3 separate regions of the Zea mays genome follow, and all the other regions are linked to region 1. Evidence: chromatin contacts called from public Hi-C data. All regions are on one chromosome and are shown on one strand. The core of a region is the stretch at or near the end of the contact, and the rest is flanking DNA. Distances in the headings are between cores, read along the strand shown. Region 1 holds the start of LOC100274454 (ETHYLENE INSENSITIVE 3-like 5 protein). Region 2 holds the start of LOC100283850. Region 3 holds the start of LOC100274938.

Evidence for each region. A called contact is a pair of places that touch in the nucleus more often than the background predicts.
Region 2: a contact with region 1 is called in a Hi-C map of leaf, with 4 times the contacts expected there. The contact joins the promoter of LOC100283850 here to the promoter of LOC100274454 in region 1. A contact is called at or near these places in 4 of 25 Hi-C or Micro-C datasets (bundle sheath, ear, leaf and 1 more).
Region 3: a Hi-C map of leaf shows a contact between it and region 1, with 3 times the contacts expected there. The contact joins the promoter of LOC100274938 here to the promoter of LOC100274454 in region 1. A contact is called at or near these places in 9 of 25 Hi-C or Micro-C datasets (bundle sheath, ear, endosperm and 3 more).

Annotation. Positions count from the first base shown.
Region 1 is chr2:44,763,887-44,766,836 of Zm-B73-REFERENCE-NAM-5.0, reverse strand. LOC100274454 (ETHYLENE INSENSITIVE 3-like 5 protein) reads left to right here and starts at 1,538. Exons shown (of 1, transcript NM_001148813.1): 1 at 1,538-2,950. The coding sequence starts at 1,611.
Region 2 is chr2:44,927,843-44,930,792 of Zm-B73-REFERENCE-NAM-5.0, reverse strand. LOC100283850 reads left to right here and starts at 1,435. Exons shown (of 2, transcript NM_001156748.1): 1 at 1,435-1,560; 2 at 1,682-2,333. The coding sequence starts at 1,504. The coding sequence ends at 2,239.
Region 3 is chr2:44,600,674-44,603,623 of Zm-B73-REFERENCE-NAM-5.0, reverse strand. It overlaps LOC100274938, which reads right to left and starts at 1,464. Exons shown (of 1, transcript NM_001149181.2): 1 at 856-1,464. The coding sequence starts at 1,348. The coding sequence ends at 1,073.

The sequences.
Region 1 (2,950 bases), core at 289-2,788:
TACGATCGAATACTCTGGCAAATACTCAATTTACGTTGTTGGGGGCGAGGAGTTCCCTCTCGTCGTAGTCTCGTGGGTCCCACCGGTTGCACTCCTCGCTGACGCGGTGACGCCTGCCGCGTGTAGTGTGTGCGCTCGGCCGCGCTCTGAAGTCGTGCCTCGCCGGCCGCTGTTGCTCGTCGCGCACGCCTTGATGCTGGTTGCTGGCCGCTACTATCCGCTCTGCTGTTGGCCGCTGCTCGCTCGCTGCACACGGCTATGCAGCCAAAGCCTCGCCAGCGGGCAGCGGCCGCTGCATGCATGCCGAGCGCGCGATCGCCCGCTCTGGCACGCCTTGGCGAACGCGCATCTCGTTGCTGGCTGGTGCTCCCCGTGCCGCCGCCGGTAGCTGCTCGTCACTACGCGGCGGCGGCGGCTCACTATCAGGCTGGTCAAGGAACTAAACGGATTGGACAGAAGATGAGGATGGACCCCACGTGGATAGTTTTAGGGTCGAATGTTGTATAGTTCCTGCACACGCGATTTCTTGGTGATGTGGAAAAAAACTCGAGTATTGTTGGCACTGCCCCTGCATTCTTACTCCGTAAGAAGCTTATTCCTTACGTCAGCGACGACGCTAATGCGGCATGGAATCGTGGCAAAATGGCGCGCATGCACAGAGCTAAGCTCCGCCGTCGTGCCCACGCGTCGACCGTGACGTCCGTGACGTCGTCCATGCCATACTACGCCGGCCGCACAGTGCGCGCAGCATGCTGTAAGCTGATGATCCGTCTCAGAATTGCGTGCGACCGCCGCGCGCTACGTACGTACGTCGTCGGAAACATGCACGCGGACGCGGGACGTGATCACGTGAATGATATATTATCGCTTCTGTTGTCGTGGTGGTAGTCGTTGGATGTTTGCCAGACTAGCGCCGTACCGTAAGGAAGCTTCTACACTCTAGTGCTCAACTGGTCATGGTTCCATTGGTCACTGCCGGCTCCGCCGCCGTCCGCCTTCTTCTTGGGTTTCTGAAATCGTCGATCAGGTATTCAGGTATATGGTCATTTGGTCAAGGATCACGTCGTCAGTATACAGAAAAGACATGTCTGCTACAGTTACAGTCCATACTGATGTTTGCTGGGTTTTAATACGTATAGGCTTCTACTTCTTATACAATATTTTTGTCTTTTTAGATTGCAGCCGCACCAGTCTAAATAGTTGTCTTTTTAGATTATAGCTGCACCAGTCTAAATAATGGGCTTTAATCTAAAGCAAATAGGCATGTCGATCGGCGCCATGGCTGCCACCATCAGTTCAAAGTGATCTGCAGCAAAGCTAACTAGCTAAGGGTAAATTGACGAGAGTTAGAGCCAGCCTAGCACGTGCATGCTAGTAATTTGAAGTGCGATATTATACTCCCTAACAAGGCGACGCACGGTGGCCCTTCCGCCTCCGAGGCGTTGCCACGGCGAGTTCTACAACCTTCTCCGCGCCACGGAGAGGTTCCGCGGCACCTTTTTAGGCGAGCTCGAGCGTGGCCAGTGGCCAGTGCCCCCACCATCTTTTCTCAGTCATATCAGTCACTACACGCACGAGTGAGTACACGATCGTAGCCAAACCACATTATCATGGAGAACTACTGCGAAAGCATCGACTACTATCAGAAGCCTTCCCATCCTCCCAACAAGCCAACGACCATGGACGAAGACAAGGACGACAACAATGACACGGGCAAGGGCAAGGCCGTCCTGGGCGCCGGTCCTTACCACCACCACCACCATGCTACCGCCGCTGACCAGCAGGAACCCGAAAGCCAGGAGGAGTTCTTCAGCGACTCCGAGTCGGGCTCCGAGTCCATCGAGATCGCTGACCTCAAGAAGCGCATGTGGAAGGACCAGCTGCTGCTCATGAAGCTCGAGGGCCGCTCGGGCCGCGACCGCGAGGCCCAGCTCCCGCTCCATCTCCATCCCTTTGCTGACGACCACCCGGCGACGGCGTCTGCCCTGCTCCAGCAGGCCAAGGACCACCAGGAGTCGCCCGAGAGCCGGTACCGGCGCAAGGCGATGCTCCGGGCGCAGGACGGCGTCATCCGGCACATGCTGAAGATGATGGAGGCGTGCAACGCGCGCGGGTTCGTGTATGGCGTGGTGAACGAGTCCGGCGTGCCCGTGTCCGGCTCCTCCGACAGCCTCCGCGGCTGGTGGAAGGACGAGGTGGGGTTCGAGCGGGCGGGCCCGCTGGCGCTGTCCGTGGCCGCCGCCGCCGGCCTGGACGACCCCGGGAGCCCGATGGCGGCGTCCTTCCTGCACGGCCTCCACGACATCCAGGACAGCACGCTGGGGTCCCTGCTGTCGGCGCTCATCCAGCACTGCGAGCCCCCGCAGCGGAGCTTCCCGCTGGACCGCGGCCTGGCGCCGCCGTGGTGGCCCACGGGGCGGGAGGCCTGGTGGGGCACGCAGGGCGAGGCGCAGGCGCACCAGGGCCCGCCGCCGTACCGCAAGCCCCACGACCTCAAGAAGGCCTGGAAGATCTCGCTGCTCAGCGCCGTGATCAAGCACCTCAGCCCGCGCTTCGACCAGATGCGCAAGCTCGTCTGGCAGTCCAAGCGGCTGCAGCACAAGATGAGCGCCAGGGACGCCGACACCTGGTCCAAGGTCATCACCCAGGAGGAGGCGCTGGACCGCCACGCGCAGCGCGCGCTGCAGATCACACCGCTCGAGGAGGAAGAGGACGACGACGGTGGCCCCGACACCGACGCCGGTGGCGATTCTCCGATGGCGGCAGCGCACGTCGAGAAGCGCAAGCGCAAGGTCGGCGGCCCCGGGCACACGGGCAGTAGCGGCGTCGACGTCGGCAAGGAGTTGCTGCCGCTTCCGGACATAGATTGCGTGCCCTACGCCGACCGCAGCTCGATCGAGGAGCTCATGAAGCTCTATTACCGCTGCCTGCAGGGGACCGATGATGGCGA
Region 2 (2,950 bases), core at 186-2,685, 160 kb before region 1:
TTATATGAGGGGTACATGTTATATATAGAGAGAGACATGATAGCCCTTAGGACATATTCGGTATTTGATCATATAACCTTTAATTAGTACTCCCTCCGTTTCTTTTTAGTTGACGTTAAATAGTTCAATTTTGCACTATCTAACGACAATTAAAACGAAACGGAGGGAGTATTTCTCAACATCCACCACCCACCAGTCGCCACGTAGCCGCCCATGCTATTGAACGCACGCGTACGGGCTCGGCCCCTGCTATGCTGATGAGTGATGACTCTACCAGCGAAGAGCGAACCGCAGAATTTACCTACCACCGCTAGGCGAGTTTCACGTGCACGCGCCACGCGGCCGGGCTTTATTGTCCTGCCACTGCCAGTGCTTCCACTTGTATAGTTCGAGTTCGGATCTGGTGGACGTGGATCGGGATTCGGCCCACGAGGCCGGCCGGCAGCGTCGCGCTCGCGCTCGCGCCTGTCCTATTTAGGGCTTGTTCGGTTAGCTCTCAATCCATGTGGATTGAGTGGGATTGGATGGGTTTGAAACCCAAACAAGTCAAACCTCTTCTCATTTTTTTCCAATCCCATCCAATCCATGTGTTTTGGGAATAACCGAACAAACCCTTACGTTGCTGAACTTTTTCTTTTTCTTTTTTGAAGCCGTGGAATATGCTGCTGCCTTTGGAATTTGGATTCCTCCTCCCCATACAGGGCCGGTCCTGACATTTTGAGGGCTCTAAGCGAAAATCTATATGGAGGCCCTATACGAACGTTTGATTTTACTATTTTTTAACTTTAAATGATATCTTAAAAAATAAAGGAAGTTGATGATTTACATATTTTTTTAAAATGATATGACTCGAGACTGTTACAATATTTTATGAGTTGTAAAATTACACAGACTATGTAATATAACTCTATATTTGCTTTGAGAGCGACTATTTTACTTTTAATTTGTCAAACTAGCCTAAACCTTAAAATGCACAGTAAACCAAATTTAAATACATTAGAGCAAATTTTCTAGAAACAAATTTCAGCAAACTAAACTTGGATTAAGCAACGTAGGTTATCAAGGTGGACCCTCCGGTAGGCTAGAATTGAGCAACGCGACAGGCACAGGTGTACAATACCTTTCGGTCTCCCCGCATCAATCAATATTTAGTATTCCTCATAAGCAGAATGTTGCACGACCTCGAAGAGATGATTGACAAAAAATGAGAGAGAGACAACAAAGGAACGAGAATAGAGATTTACCTGTAACATATATGTATTTGAACATAATCTAGACATACGGGGGCTCTAATGATCTTGGGGGCTCTGAGCGGTCGTATATCTTGCATACCCTCAGGGCCGGCCCTGTCCCCATATCAAATCTATCACTGTCCTGTGGGGCCGTCGCCGGTCGACCCCCATATAGTTCTCCACCAGGCCGCCGCCCACGGCTAGACAGCCTCCCATTCATCAGATTCAGATCAGATCGTAGCAGCCAAGGATTCCGCGCTCCGGGGGTGCCATGAAGCTGAAGCTCCTCTCTCCCTGCCTTCTCCTCCTCGCCTTCTTTGCCACCGCGGTAAGCACATCATCGGTCATCTGCTGTCTGCTGCTATTGCGCTGTGGCGCCTACGAAGTCGCCTCTTGAATCGATTATTCGCTCCGTCTCCGCGCGCGCCTTTATTTGCTTGATTCATCAGGCGTACGCGGCGTCGGCGTCGGCGTCGCGCGCGGCGGCCGTCGTCAGGGGCGCGGGCGCCCCGTCGCAGTCGGAGTTGGAGTCGGACCCGGAGAACCAGTGCGTGTACACGGTGTACGTGCGGACGGGGTCCATCTGGAAGGGCGGCACGGACTCGACCATCGGCGTGACGCTGCTGGGCCCCGACGGCACGGGCATCCGGATCCGGGACCTGGCGGGGTGGGGCGGCCTCATGGGCGCCGGCCACGACTACTACGAGCGCGGCAACCTGGACATCTTCAGCGGCCGGGGCCCCTGCATGAGCCAGGCGCCCTGCGCCATGAACCTCACCTCCGACGGCACCGGCGCGCACCACGGCTGGTACTGCAACTACCTCGAGGCCACGGTCACGGGGCCCCACCTCGGGTGCGCGCAGCAGCTCTTCACCGTCGAGCAGTGGCTCGCCACCGACGCGTCGCCCTACCGCCTGTACGCGGTCGTCGACAAGTGCAAGACGAAGCGGCAGGAGCCGCGACGCTCGCCGGCCGGCGAGGCCGAGGCCACCGTGACCGCGCTCTAGGTACGACCAGTAGTAAATCATCGACAGAGGCTAGCTCCTGCCTCTGCTGTGTGTAATTACTGTATGTGAGTGACCGATCCCATCGGATTGCGTTCGTCTTGTGGAGACGCTGCGTGATCGCGCGATTGGTTTCGCTTTCGCCGCCTTGTTTTTGCACGAGGAGGTTCTGCTAGTGCGTACGGGGAGAATAAAAGCAGCATTCCTGCTGTCCAAGGCCTGTCCTATATTATTTCTAGCTGAGTTTGACTCAGCTGGTGGGGTGTCGACGTGTGGTAGGTTGGTTATGTGTCTGCATCAGCTCACTTGCCACCGGATGGCGGTCATTTGCCACTTGGCATTGGTTTCTCCGTGCCTAGCTATCGTTAATATGTGATTGCGAGTGATTGCGAAGGCCGTGTTTGGTTCAGTTATTTTTTCTGACCAACTTTTCTGAAAATTTGACTGTGGGAAGAATCTGGCTGTGAGGAGAATCTGAGTATCATTACGATTACGTGTGGAGGAAGATAAAGTTGTCCATGGGGCTTAGGATCTATAAAGTGGCGGATTACTACTATTGCGACGACTCAACCGATTATATGTTTATGTTGATTTTGAATGGTTTTTACCCAAACAAATTTTATAGAAGCTGGCTAAAAGCTGAGTGTTTGGCAGTCCGCAGCAGCTTTTGGTGGCCAGAAGCTGCGAAAAGCCGAAACAGACAGGGGCTTTGTG
Region 3 (2,950 bases), core at 215-2,714, 160 kb after region 1:
TAATCCATTACGATACTCATCTTCATCTTCTATTTTAAATTTCACCTCGTAAACGGTGCAAAACAGTATTTTATAGGGCTATATGTACCACCTGCTGGCCATAGCTAAGTAGAGCTCGCATCCCCGCCCGAAGATCATCAGCGAAGAGGACAAAAGTCGCCGCATTGAGTCGTTGTCTCACGTTGTACAAGTGTCGAACTCTCTGGTTGGAACTTGTGACTTGTGACTTGTGAGACACTGTGTTGTCAGCTAAAAGCTTCACTTTAGGAGCCTAGCATGGAAAGAGGAGCAAGACTTGGAACCAGTAGCATGTAGGGACAAAATATCGGTAGCAAAAAACATGACTTCGTTTTTACGTTGGACTTTGTAGGGCCAAATATTGAAGTTGTTTTCATCAGTAGGGAGAGCTAAGATGTGAAATGAACCGCTTCGTTTCTGGGTGTGAGGATCGACTCGGATGAACAAAATGTCCTCCCCAGCCTGCAGGGCCCCCAAACCTCCCCCAAATTGTTCAGCACCTTCGTTCTCCTTTGATGTTGACAACTCTGGAAAGGCCGTAACGCCGTCGTTTTCCGCAAAGAGCTCCCCTCGCGAAACAACTCGCTTTGCCAATCGGATGCCAATATATGGAAGTGCAGACTCTGTCGTGAGGACCTTCCAATTGTGGCGAACTGGTGTAGGATCCTAGACATGGCATAGGCCACCAATGAAATCACCTCTCTCCTCTACCCCGTCTCATGTACTTCCTCTGATCTCCTGTATCCTCAAGGCATGTTTTGGTATAATGGCAATATAACTAACCAGGTGGGGGCCCTCCTCCTCCGTTGATAGTCAAAAAAAAGTAGAGAAAGATGGTGAAAAGAACTGCTTCGTTTCCTTTCCCCTAAACATTTTACTTCCACCTCTTTATCAAACAAACAGGTACATCTTATTCAAGGAGGATGAAAGGGAAAGTAACGAAAAAGGCCAAAAATCTGAACTGAAACCACTTCAAGATGGACACGGGTAAAATTCTGAAATTTCTTGCATGCATGCAGCATGCTTGTAGCCACGCGCAGATGCATACAGGAGGTCAAGAATAAGCTCCTGAACTTCCACCGACTTTGGGGTGAACCTTCTTCTTCAGCAGCCCGAAGAGACTGCCTCCTTCTCCCTTGTTGCTACCAGCTGCAGCCTCTTTGGCCACTTTCTTCTCGGATGATGCACTAGCGTCGGCCTTCTTGTCTCCTGGTGTCGCCGCCGCCGCCACCCCGCCGGCGGTGCTTGCTTCTGCCTTCCTCGTCTCCTCTTCGCAGGCGTTCTTCCGTACGTAGGCCTCCGCGAAATCTCCTGTTATTATGGACGCCATATCTCCTCTTTCTCACTCGATCTTGTCCCCTGTTTTTTTCCTTGTCCTTCTCTCTCGTAGTTGCGTTTGTGCAAGGATGGAGCGTCAAGGCGATGTATCTATAGAGTTCGACTATAGAGAGACATAGAGAGGAGGGCCCTAGTTATGTAGCACAGACTTGGCATGCAAGGAAGGTAAATTTGCGTGTAGTTGCGGGGAGTTTGACGGCTTGATTGACTTTTTGGTGTACCAGGATTATTGGTGAGACGCCAATATACTATTGTTCACTACGGCTTGATGCGAGTATTTTGTTTTTAAGCCGTAGCTGTGGCTGTGTAGGACAACCGAGCCTAAACGACCTATCACTACTAGTCTCACATCGATTAATGAGTGAGTAGCAGACAGTCTCACTGTTGGCCGGTACAGCCGATCAAGAGACCCATCGACAGATTTTTCAAACCGATCGATACATACAGTACAATATACAGGTGTTTGGTAGTGAAGTTTGTTTGACAGTTTTGGAAAAATGCTTCAGTATTTCCAAATACTGTAGTATTACATACAAAATGGTGTTTTACAAGCTAGCTAAAATCTATGTTTTCAAACTGAAGTATTGCAAAAACTGTAATGTTTTAAAGTATTCTAAATCTAGGTCTGGACCTCAGTTTCCAAAACTTTAATATTTTAAACTATAGTATTGTCTTGATTAAAGTATGTTATAGTATTTTAAATACTGTGGTTTTCAAAAACTTTGTTCTCAAATAAAGCCATTCATGTTTGTATCTGTATGTACCTTGAATGGGAGAAATTCCTACTCAATTCACAGCGATCACGTACTTCATGATTCAGTTTGGGAGTCATTTCTCGTGAGGTTTGGTTTCGATGGCCGGAACGGTCCACGATTTATTTGAGGGAAAATCCACCTAATAAAATATAACATAATAAAATATAACATGATAGTCCCAAAAATTTATACTATTATCGAAGTTTAGTTCTTATCACGGTCCATACATAATGAATAATTGTTTTAGAAGGATACAAATAGGAAGATTTATCCATAATTATTACATCATTATATTGGCGGAATTAAACATCACACACGTTTAGAACCATAGCAGAGTAGACGTAGTTTTTCAGCGGGTGAAGAACTGAAGACTATCTTCACAGGCAACTCGAGTCTAGAACAGACCCTCTAGCCATCTGTTGGCAGTGTAGTTTTGCTCTAGCTATCTGCACTCAAACACCTCTAAATTTCTACTAAAAAAGAAATATTATATCATTGTCAGCAAAATTCTTTACCTATATCACAATCCTCCGCAGTCATATTTACTCTATATCTAAACTCTAAATCAACTATTATATATTATATCACCTTTTAAATCTCTTTCGTACACATGTTGTCCGGATGTAGTGCATAGAGTGCTGCCGTACATACGCCGGATGTGCAGTTTGTGGGCTTATACACTCAACGCTTCAAGTTCATGGCTGCAGCTGACTTTTACGCTATCTTAGATCCAGTAGTATTACAAGTACTCCACCACGGACAACTTCATACTTCTCACATGTTAAACAACTCTCAGTATGACTCGGACTGGCCACAATTTTCCACCATATGCTTTGCTT